3 separate regions of the Mus musculus genome follow, and all the other regions are linked to region 1. A link is a contact called in public promoter capture Hi-C data. All regions are on one chromosome and are shown on one strand. The core of a region is the stretch at or near the end of the contact, and the rest is flanking DNA. Distances in the headings are between cores, read along the strand shown. Region 1 holds the start of Epha8 (Eph receptor A8). Region 2 overlaps Wnt4 (wingless-type MMTV integration site family, member 4). Region 3 overlaps Ephb2 (Eph receptor B2).

Evidence for each region. Promoter capture Hi-C pulls out the DNA fragments that hold promoters and counts their contacts.
Region 2: a promoter capture Hi-C map of hippocampal neurons shows a contact between it and region 1, with 2.5 times the contacts expected there. The contact joins the enhancer-like site here to the promoter of Epha8 in region 1. A contact is called at or near these places in 8 of 39 promoter capture datasets (HPC-7-derived erythroid cells, cranial neural crest, embryonic stem cells and 3 more), 3 of 484 Hi-C or Micro-C datasets (the G1E-ER4 cell line, liver and nephron progenitors), 3 of 115 datasets of contacts at active chromatin or transcription factors (pancreatic cancer cells and stem cell-derived neural progenitor cells) and 2 of 9 other capture datasets (embryonic stem cells and liver).
Region 3: a promoter capture Hi-C map of hippocampal neurons shows a contact between it and region 1, with 3 times the contacts expected there. The contact joins the enhancer-like site here to the promoter of Epha8 in region 1. A contact is called at or near these places in 6 of 39 promoter capture datasets (embryonic stem cells, hippocampal neurons, liver and 1 more), 1 of 15 datasets of contacts at CTCF or cohesin (embryonic stem cells), 8 of 484 Hi-C or Micro-C datasets (the G1E-ER4 cell line, cerebral cortex, embryonic stem cells and 2 more), 3 of 115 datasets of contacts at active chromatin or transcription factors (embryonic basal ganglia, embryonic midbrain and embryonic stem cells) and 3 of 9 other capture datasets (adipose tissue, embryonic stem cells and macrophages).

The regions. Positions count from the first base shown.
Region 1 is chr4:136,955,294-136,958,189 of GRCm38.p6, forward strand. It overlaps Epha8 (Eph receptor A8), which reads right to left and starts at 1,523. Exons shown (of 17, transcript NM_007939.2): 1 at 1,364-1,523. The coding sequence starts at 1,454.
Region 2 is chr4:137,293,583-137,296,478 of GRCm38.p6, forward strand. It overlaps Wnt4 (wingless-type MMTV integration site family, member 4), which reads left to right. Exons shown (of 5, transcript NM_009523.2): 3 at 1,859-1,990; 4 at 2,078-2,220; 5 at 2,730-2,896. Among named protein-coding and RNA genes, the nearest start is that of Wnt4, 17 kb to the left of the region's middle. Within about 2 kb of position 1,484, at least 17 of the 459 cell types and tissues checked have an H3K27ac peak or open chromatin away from gene starts, as enhancers often do. A contact at or near this core is called in hippocampal neurons, where this site is marked.
Region 3 is chr4:136,648,180-136,651,075 of GRCm38.p6, forward strand. It overlaps Ephb2 (Eph receptor B2), which reads right to left. Exons shown (of 16, transcript NM_010142.4): 16 at 1-2,896. Among named protein-coding and RNA genes, the nearest start is that of Lactbl1, 27 kb to the left of the region's middle. Within about 2 kb of position 1,427, at least 55 of the 459 cell types and tissues checked have an H3K27ac peak or open chromatin away from gene starts, as enhancers often do. A contact at or near this core is called in the G1E-ER4 cell line, cerebral cortex and hippocampal neurons, where this site is marked.

The DNA of each region.
Region 1 (2,896 bases), core at 273-2,772:
TGCCAGACCCTGTTCTTCTATTCAGGGTCTGTCCAGACAGCTGTTCTCTGACCCTGACTCTTCCCTGTTCAGAATACCTCCCCCAATCATAAGTAGATAGGCAGCCATTTCTGCCTGCCCACCTGTCCCTTAGCCACCCTGAAACATCCCCCTCCCCCCACTTCCCTGGTTTTGCTTTCCCTGAGGACAGTACTTTACCTATGTCAGAGTACATGTGTTTCACCGGACCTGCATGCAAATCTGAGGGTCTGTTTCTGTTTGTGCTGCGGTATCTACATGCATACGTGGGTGTCACACATACTCACATGTGCGCGCGTGTGTGTGTGTGTGTGTGTGTGTGTGTGCAATGGCTGCCCTGCTGTGTGCATGATGGGGTTTGGGGAGGGGGGTGCCGTCCACACATGAGGTTCTGCTAGCCTGGGTCTATGTGGATGAACCTGTGGGCTGAGTGGGCCTCCTGAGCTGAATGCTGGGCATGGAGCTCTCTGAGCAAATAGTTCAGCTTGCTTGGGACTGGAGGACACGGTAAATCCTAAATCCAGCCTGTCTCGTGAGACCGGCTTTAGCTCTAAACAGTGGTCTTGCACAGCATGCTAAGGAGAGTCTCTACAGGAGCCAGGGTGTGTGGGGCAAAACCCCTTGGTTCATTGCAATGTCCAGTGGGACCTAAGAAAAGGTGTGGGTGGGCAGCCCTGGAGCCAGTCTCAGCTCTGGGCTTCCTTTCTTCATCAGAAGTCATTTCCCAGAGTCTTTTGGTCCTGAGGACTCGGTGCCCCTCCCACCTTGCTGGGGCCCCGGGTGAAGGGACCACCTGGCTTTGATTCAGACAAGACCCCGTTCTCTGAGCCACTGTGCCTGTCTCTCCCAGTCCATTGCTCTCTGCACCTCCTGCCACTGGTGCCACTGCCTGGGTGTATGTGTCCCTATTCCCTGGCCAGCCTATGCCCCCACCCCACTCTCAAGACACCCATCATCCCGGTGTTTCTAGCCCCCTGTTCTCTGTCTGGCCCCAGCCAGTTCGTGGCCTTGTGCTCAAAGCCATCTTCAGCCCCCTTTCCTTCAGTCCTCTGTACCTTGTCCCCGATTTTTGGATTCTTGCGTCTCCCTGTCCGTCCAGTGCCTTCAGCCCGTTTGGTCCTCGGTTCCCATCCCTTGCCTTCTTTCTGAACCCTCTCTCCTCCATACCTCTTCTGTCTTCTGTCCGGTCCTGTCCCCTTGTCCCCAGCCTCCGATTCTCAGTCCCCAGGGCATCCTCCCTCCGACCCTGCCCATGCCATCCTGCGCCCAGGCTGGCTGAGGTCGAGGCGGGGAAGTTGCGCCCCGGGCAGCACCGCCCCCGCCCCCGCCCCGCCGCGCCGCTCACCTTCGCCGCGCCCCGCGGACACGCAGGTGGCCGCCGCCGCGGCCGTGACGACCCAGAGAGCGGGGGACAGGCGGGCCCGGGCGGGGGCCATGGCCGGGCGGCGCCGCGCTCCTCGGGCTCGGCCCGGCGGCCGCGCGTGGCGCGCTCCTGCCTCTCCCGCACCCCGGCCGGCGCACACGCGGCTCAGCCGCACGCGGGCACCCGCGCCCGCCACCGCCCCGGGCGGGGCCGCCCCCGCGCGCAGCCAATCAGCGCCGGGGCGGGCGGGACGCGGAGCCCGCACCGCGGCCACCGGCCGGCAGCACGTGCACACGCCCGCCCGGGCCGGCTCGCGCCTGGGGGCGTTGGCCCCGTGCCACTCGTGGGCCGCACCGCAAGCACGCGACCTCGCTACCGCGGCCAGCCTGGGGATGTCCCGGAGGACGCACACGGGACGCACCGCCGGTTCTCCCACTCCTGCCCATGCAATACCTCGCAGGGGACCGCGCGTGCATTCTTTCTAGTTTATGGGCCCATAGACAACTCAGTGGTACTTGGAGTTGACAAATCGCTCTGCCTCCCCACCTCCAGGACTGGGTGGTCACCGAGGTTCAGAGAGGCCATACAGATGGGTGTTCCAGAGAGCTGGACTCCCTGGCTTGTGTGGCTTCAGGCAAGTTTCCAGCACTGGCTGAGCAAATCAGGAATCACTGGGCCTGTGCCCCAGGGCTGCGGTGAGAGTTCCGTGAAAGGGCCCAGGTAAGCTCCCAGCATCCTTTAAGGGCACACAGCCAAGCTGGCCAGTGGCTGAGGTTTCCTGCTCCTTTCTTATGCAACGCCCATCCATCCTGGGAGGATTGCAGGCTGGGGGTATCCTGTCCTGTCTGATCATGCAATGTCCCCTGGGGAGGACCGACCGCAGTTCAACCCTCTGAGCAACCTCTGGAAACCAACTCAAAGTATGACTACCAGTGAGAATGGGACCTACCAGTTCCTGATTGGCACAACCTTCTGCCTAGGTCACACAGAGTGAACAAAGACCACTTGGGGAACACATACATACATGCCCTATGGGTTAGCTCTTTCTTTCCGGGCATTATAAACACACCCACTCTAGTTTAAGCCCCATATGTGCCTGCAGGGAGGAGGAGGGAAGGAAACTAACGCTAGGTCCCCCAGCTAGATGCTCGAGAGGAATCCAGAGGGTTTGTCTCTGAAGCTCATTTCTTTGCTCTGTATATCTTGATCGCAGAAGGGGAGGGGCAGTTCCATTTCAGAACTCCTTCTAGCATATCGAACAAACTACCTCAAAAATGTAGTGAGCCACCTCTTCACCAGAGAGAGAGATTCAAGCAGTCACTAAGCTAGAGATTGTCAAGGGAGTGGCAGAAGGTAGAAGAGGCAAATCTGACTGAACCCAGAGTGGGGAACTCAAGTACCCACGTAAGACCAGCAATCTCCTCGTGGTCCTAGCTGGCAGAGTGACTGACTGGCTCCAGCCACGGTGCCAATGGCCACATGAGCTGGGTTTGGTGCTTTTTCAAAAGCAGGTGG
Region 2 (2,896 bases), core at 234-2,733, 340 kb after region 1:
GTTACCTCACCGCTCAGCGATTCACTTCTATTCCTGTCATGACAAGCTTATACCTCAGCTAATGTGCTAAGTGCTCAGACAACACCTGCACATAGTAGGCTTCCTGAGCTGCAGCTATGGTTAATAAGGTCTTGGAGAGCTACTTCCTTCATCCAGTCACTCAGAAAATGATTATGGTGACCTCACTCAAATGAGACAGTGCTCTTCCGAGCAACCCCATGGCAGGACTGGGACCCCTTAAGAACCACTGGCACAAGGGGGCAGAGGTGAACAAGAGCCAGGGTTGGGCAGAGACTGCCTGGGCAGTTAAAGAAGCAAAAGGGACCTCCTAGGGCAGAGGGCTAAGGCCACCCACCAGTCCCATCAGCCCCATCTCCTGGGACTGCCCTTCCCCCTTGGTCTTTGGGGCAACGATTTGTGCTGGTTCAGGCCTGGAAATACCAGAAATACCAGAAACTGAAGTTGTCTCTTTGGGCGGCCACAGCATAAAACCAACCAACATGAGCCTGCTATTAACCTCAATTAGCTTGGAGAAGATTCCATCCCAGACTCCCTTGCTCCAGCCAAGCCCCTCAGTGCAGGCCCAAAATGGCCAAGCAGCAAGTGGGCAGTGGAAAGGACCGTGGGTGGCACTCCCTGCCTAAGAAAGAACTGCACCGAGAACAGGGTGTCCTGCGTGTTGGGGGCTGAGCTGCCTCCAACTCCAGCGCCCAGGCTAGGCTGCCTCTGTCCACAGAGCAGCACAGTGGAGGTGACCGTTCTCATCTGACCGTGGTGACTGCTCCCTAGGGCAGCTGGGAGCACAGGCCTGGGTGTTGCAGAGGTAATTGCCAACCAGGGGGCCAAAGCCTGCCCCCACCACTCTTGTGGACACAGACCCTGCATCTAAAGACAGAAGGCCAGCCACAGCACACAGAGGCCCTCACAGGGTCCTGGATAGAGAGCAAGGCCCACTGTCTGGTAACACACCCAGCCCAGTGGATGCTCTGCTCACACACTGCCCCAGCTCACCCCCAAGAAAGAGACTCCACAACAGCTACCCCCAAGGCACAGTTCCTAGGAGGATAAAAACATCCATTCAGGCAGGGGAGGAGGGCTGTCACCAAAATAGAATTGCTTAGCAGCGATGGGCAGAAGATGCAAACACTACAGAGAGGCGGGCAGACCTGTGCTACAGACCCCTGTCTCTATCACCTGATCACGGGGACTGGGGCGGGCTTGTGGGCAATACCCTCCTTCCCCCCAGTCAGCAGGAGGGGCTCGATGCTAGGAGCTGCCAATGCTATGGCTTGTTTTCAAGTCTCAAGGAAGCAGGAGACATTGTGAGCTGCAGGGCCAGCCTGAGGAAGAGCAGGGTCACAAGGGAGAACTTAGAGCCCAGGGAACTGTTCAACAAAGGAGCAGAGCTGGGGTGGCAGTGTGACTGCACCCCTTCACAGCCGCTGCAGCCCCCTCAACTCCCCAGATTGTCACAAAATGACATGAGGATCCCTTGCCTTCTGGAGGAGGCAGTGGGAATGGCATTCTTCAGGAGCTGAGCGATCAGACCCTGAAGCCAGGCTGTCTGCTGGCTCAGCCACGTGCTGCGGGACAAGCTGCCAAGGCTCTGTAAAATGGGGGTGACCATAGCTCTTGCCTCACCAGGATGTTGGGAGGACGCGCTGGTCCTCACGTGGGGAGGAGGTTCAGCTACTGGTGTGATCAGAACCAGGACCTACTGTGTGCTCGGCAGGCAGGCTTGTCCCTCCTTGGTGCCCAGCATTCAGCAGGCCTCATATGCCTCTCCTGTTCTGCAAGGAAAATACAGATGTGGTGGGTGCCCCAGGACCTAGCCCTTTCCTCCCTCTGCCTCCCACAGGGACCCGGGAGGCGGCCTTTGTATACGCCATCTCTTCAGCAGGTGTGGCCTTTGCAGTGACAAGGGCATGCAGCAGTGGAGAACTGGAGAAGTGTGGCTGTGACCGGACAGTGCACGGGGTCAGCCCACAGGGTAAGCATATCTGTCCAAAGGGAAGGACAGGGGCCTAGCCCCAGGCCCAAACTCACCCCAGAACTCTTTCTGCCCTCCACACCCCAGGCTTCCAGTGGTCAGGATGCTCGGACAACATCGCCTATGGCGTAGCCTTCTCACAGTCCTTTGTGGACGTCCGGGAGAGGAGCAAGGGGGCCTCCTCCAGCCGGGCACTCATGAATCTTCACAACAACGAGGCTGGCAGGAAGGTAGAGTGGTACCAACCCCATCGACACTGGGGCAGGGCTGCACGGGCAGAGTCCCCGTGGAAGTTCGTCTTCTCATCGGGCACCTCTGTAGGCCAGGGGTTGGTAGTGGGGGGCCAGGGGGAGCAGATCCAGTCCAGTCCACCCAGATATCATGTGCTTAACTTGCGATCCCATCTGCCTTCCTGATATCTACACCCAGGGTCCCTGTGGAGATTCAGCACAGCACTGTATTCCTTGGGTCACCTGTCACTCACTCAAATGCTTCCTACAACACTGCCCTTCACTGTGTCTGCCAGCAACTCCAAGTGCCCCCAAGTACAGGACAGCACCTTGTCCCCAACACTGCTTGCCAGCTCAGCGTAGGATCCAGTAGATGTTTATACAAAGCAGGCATGACAGTGAACCCCTTGATTATGCATCTGTCCTCCTGGCCACCTGTTGAGCCCCAGGGGACCCTCCCCCCTCCTCCACTCTCCCTGACCACCCCTCTCCCTCCTCTTCCCGGACAGGCCATCTTGACACACATGCGGGTGGAGTGCAAGTGTCACGGGGTGTCGGGCTCCTGCGAGGTAAAGACGTGCTGGCGTGCTGTACCGCCCTTCCGCCAGGTTGGCCACGCGCTAAAGGAGAAGTTTGACGGTGCCACGGAGGTGGAGCCACGACGCGTAGGCTCCTC
Region 3 (2,896 bases), core at 177-2,676, 310 kb before region 1:
TCCCTGGAGGCTGAAGAGACTGCTCGTGAGTGTGGGTTCCTGTGAAGTCCACCTGGGGTCAGTGGTGGAGGCGTCAGAGTTTCTGTCCATAGAAAGGAGGACAGAGAGAGACCACCACAGAGCTCTGGGCCCTTCACAGCTCTCCTTGGGGCAGGTCTCATTTTGGGAGGCAGTGGAAGGGATGAGAGTGCTCCTTGGAGGGAGGACGTGTTGGCAGCCATGAGATAATGCATCCATGTGTCCCAGGAAAGAAACCTTGTATGGAGACCATCATAGGAAAGGCAGTGTGGTGCCTCTCCACCCCACTGCTTCCTCGCTGGTATGGGGTGATCTTGCTCCAGTTCTCTCTGTCCAGGCGGAGCCCCACAGTGGGCTGTCAGAGCCCCCCAAGCAAGTGGGTACTGCAGCCTGCAAGAGGGTTTTGAAGAAGCAGATGGGCCAGCCTTCTCCAATCAGACCTGGTGAGGGTCACTCCAAGGGAGGTTTTATATTCCCCATCATCCATCTGTAACCAGATTCCCCAGCTTGCATTACTGTCTCCCCCTCTTCTCTTTCTCTCCCCCTCTCTCTTTGTGCTTTTTTCCCCCTTTTCTTTCTTTCTTTTTTTCTCCCTGCTAGGGCCCCTGAGTTTGGGTAGCGTCGAACCATGGGGCTTATGATGTCAAGAATTAGCACAGATTTGCCTAGTGATGGACTCTCACAAACACAAATTCTTTCCACTGGCCTCTTAGGAGATTGCGTTTGGTGAGTCATAAAATCTTGGGGTCTTTTAGCCCTTGGAATGCTACAATTCTTGGCTCAGCAGGGCCCAGAGTATATGTGCTAGCTCTTAGATGGTTTCTGGCCTTTCCTTGTTGCTTGCCTTCCCTTCCCTATGCCATACCCCCTTTTTCCAGCAGGGGGAGCCAGGCCCTCGAGGAACAGGGAGCCCCAGGTGCCTTTGCTCATCTGCTGTCACCTCAGTTTGGGTAGTGGGTAGGCTCAGGAGACTTGAGGGTCAGGTTTACCTAGAAGGTCCACCCAGCCCTAGTTTGGCCCACCAGGCCAGGTATTGAGCGAGCATGTCTGCGCTGTGGTGTTGGGGCGTTGGGGTCTCCACAGGGTGGTCCCGGCTGGGACGCAGGGCCCCTGTGAAGTATTAGGTTCCTGATTCTTCCCGGATCAGCTTTCCCGAAGCAGTCGTCCTGCTGTGAACTTAACTCAGCTGGACTCTGGGGCTTCGGGGGTCTTTTTGATTTTTCTGAAACCCTAACCCAGTCTGGGCACATTCCTGAGGGTTCGTCCTGCCTTCTCCACTGTCAGGGTCTTAGTTTGTGTCTGGGCTTTGGGCATCTTATCTGATATGAGGCTCCACCCTAAGCGCTGCTCAGTACACTCGGTGCAGATTGTTACAGGGTTGTGGGTGGGAGGCGGGAGGAGGCGGAGCAGGGGGCCCTCCGGGGCGGGCAGGAATCTCCCACTGTTCAGATGGGGAATTCTGACTCAGGGAGGCATGGTGGAGCCCTGGAATCCTCAATTCGACATGCAGTAGTGGGTAAGGTGCTTATCCTATGGGTGATTACAAGCACTTGCAAACACACGTTCAGTCAGCAGGCTGTAGGTGTTAGGATTGGCTGGGTTCCCCCCACCCCCCTTGAGAGCCATGTTCCTCACTAGCGAAGAGGGGGCAGGGAGATTTTGGCACTTGGCATAGGGTAATCTGTTCAGATATTAGTCCTTGAGGCTTCAATCGCCTGAGGCCAGCTTGCTGGGTGGGGGTCGGGGACTCTCTGAACCCACTTTGGCCCAAGTCCTTTCTTGAGGCCAACACCCCAACACTGGTTTCTCTGTGGGAAAAGCTGACTGGGGCCAAGCTCGCTCTCCAGCCAGTTTTGTGGTAACAGTCACTGGCTGGGAATCTGAGGCAAGGCTGGCTGGCTGGTGGTGTATGCCCATGTGTGGACATCATAGCTACAACCAGAAGCAGATGGGCTGAGGGTGTAGCTCAGTTGGTAGAGCGCTTGCTTCCCAAGCACAAAGACCCCGGCTTCCCGACCCTAGCACTGCAAAACCAGACGTGGTGGTGTGCGCCTGTAATCCCAGCCCTTGGGAGGTAGAGCGAGGAGGATCGGACGTTCAATAGTGGTCATCCCTGACTGCACAGTGAGTTTGGGGTCAGACTGGGATATATGAGACTCTTTCAAAATAAAAAGAGATGAATCAGGGAACACAAAGCCAAGCTCCTCTCTCCCAGGCTGCGGAAGTGGAGTCGGGTTTGTCCGTGTTGGAAAGTAAATGGCAGAGTCTGGGCTCTCTTGGAGTCCCGAGGGCTCTTCCAGGGGCTTGCTGGAAGCTCCTCTTTTGATTTGATGGCTGAAACTGACTCTTTTTTTTTTCTAGAACACTGGTTCTCAACCTGTGGGTCGTGACCACTTTGGGAGTTGAATGACTCCATTCTCAGGGGTTGTCTAAGTCCACTGGAAAACACAGATATTTACATCATGATTCATAACAATAGCCAAGTTACAGTTATAAAGTAGCAATGAAAACATTTTTATGAGCTAGGTGGTAGTGGCGCACCCCTTTAACCCCAGCACCTAGAAGGCAGAGGGAGGTGGATCTCTGTGAGTTCAAGGCCAGCCTGGTCTACAGAGTGAGTTCCAGAACAGCCAGGGCTACACAGAGAAACCCTGTCTCAAAAAGCCAAATCAAACCACAACAAATGGTTGGGGGTCACCACACCGTGAGGAATTGTGTTAAAGGGTTGCAGCATTGGGAAGGTTGAGAACCACTGCTCTATAATCTAATGGTAGTCCTACTAATCTCTGCTTGGTAGCCTCTGTGGCTGGACCTTAATTCCATGCCCTACACTCACACCAACTCATGCCCCACAACACCTCCAGATGTTTTTGCGCTG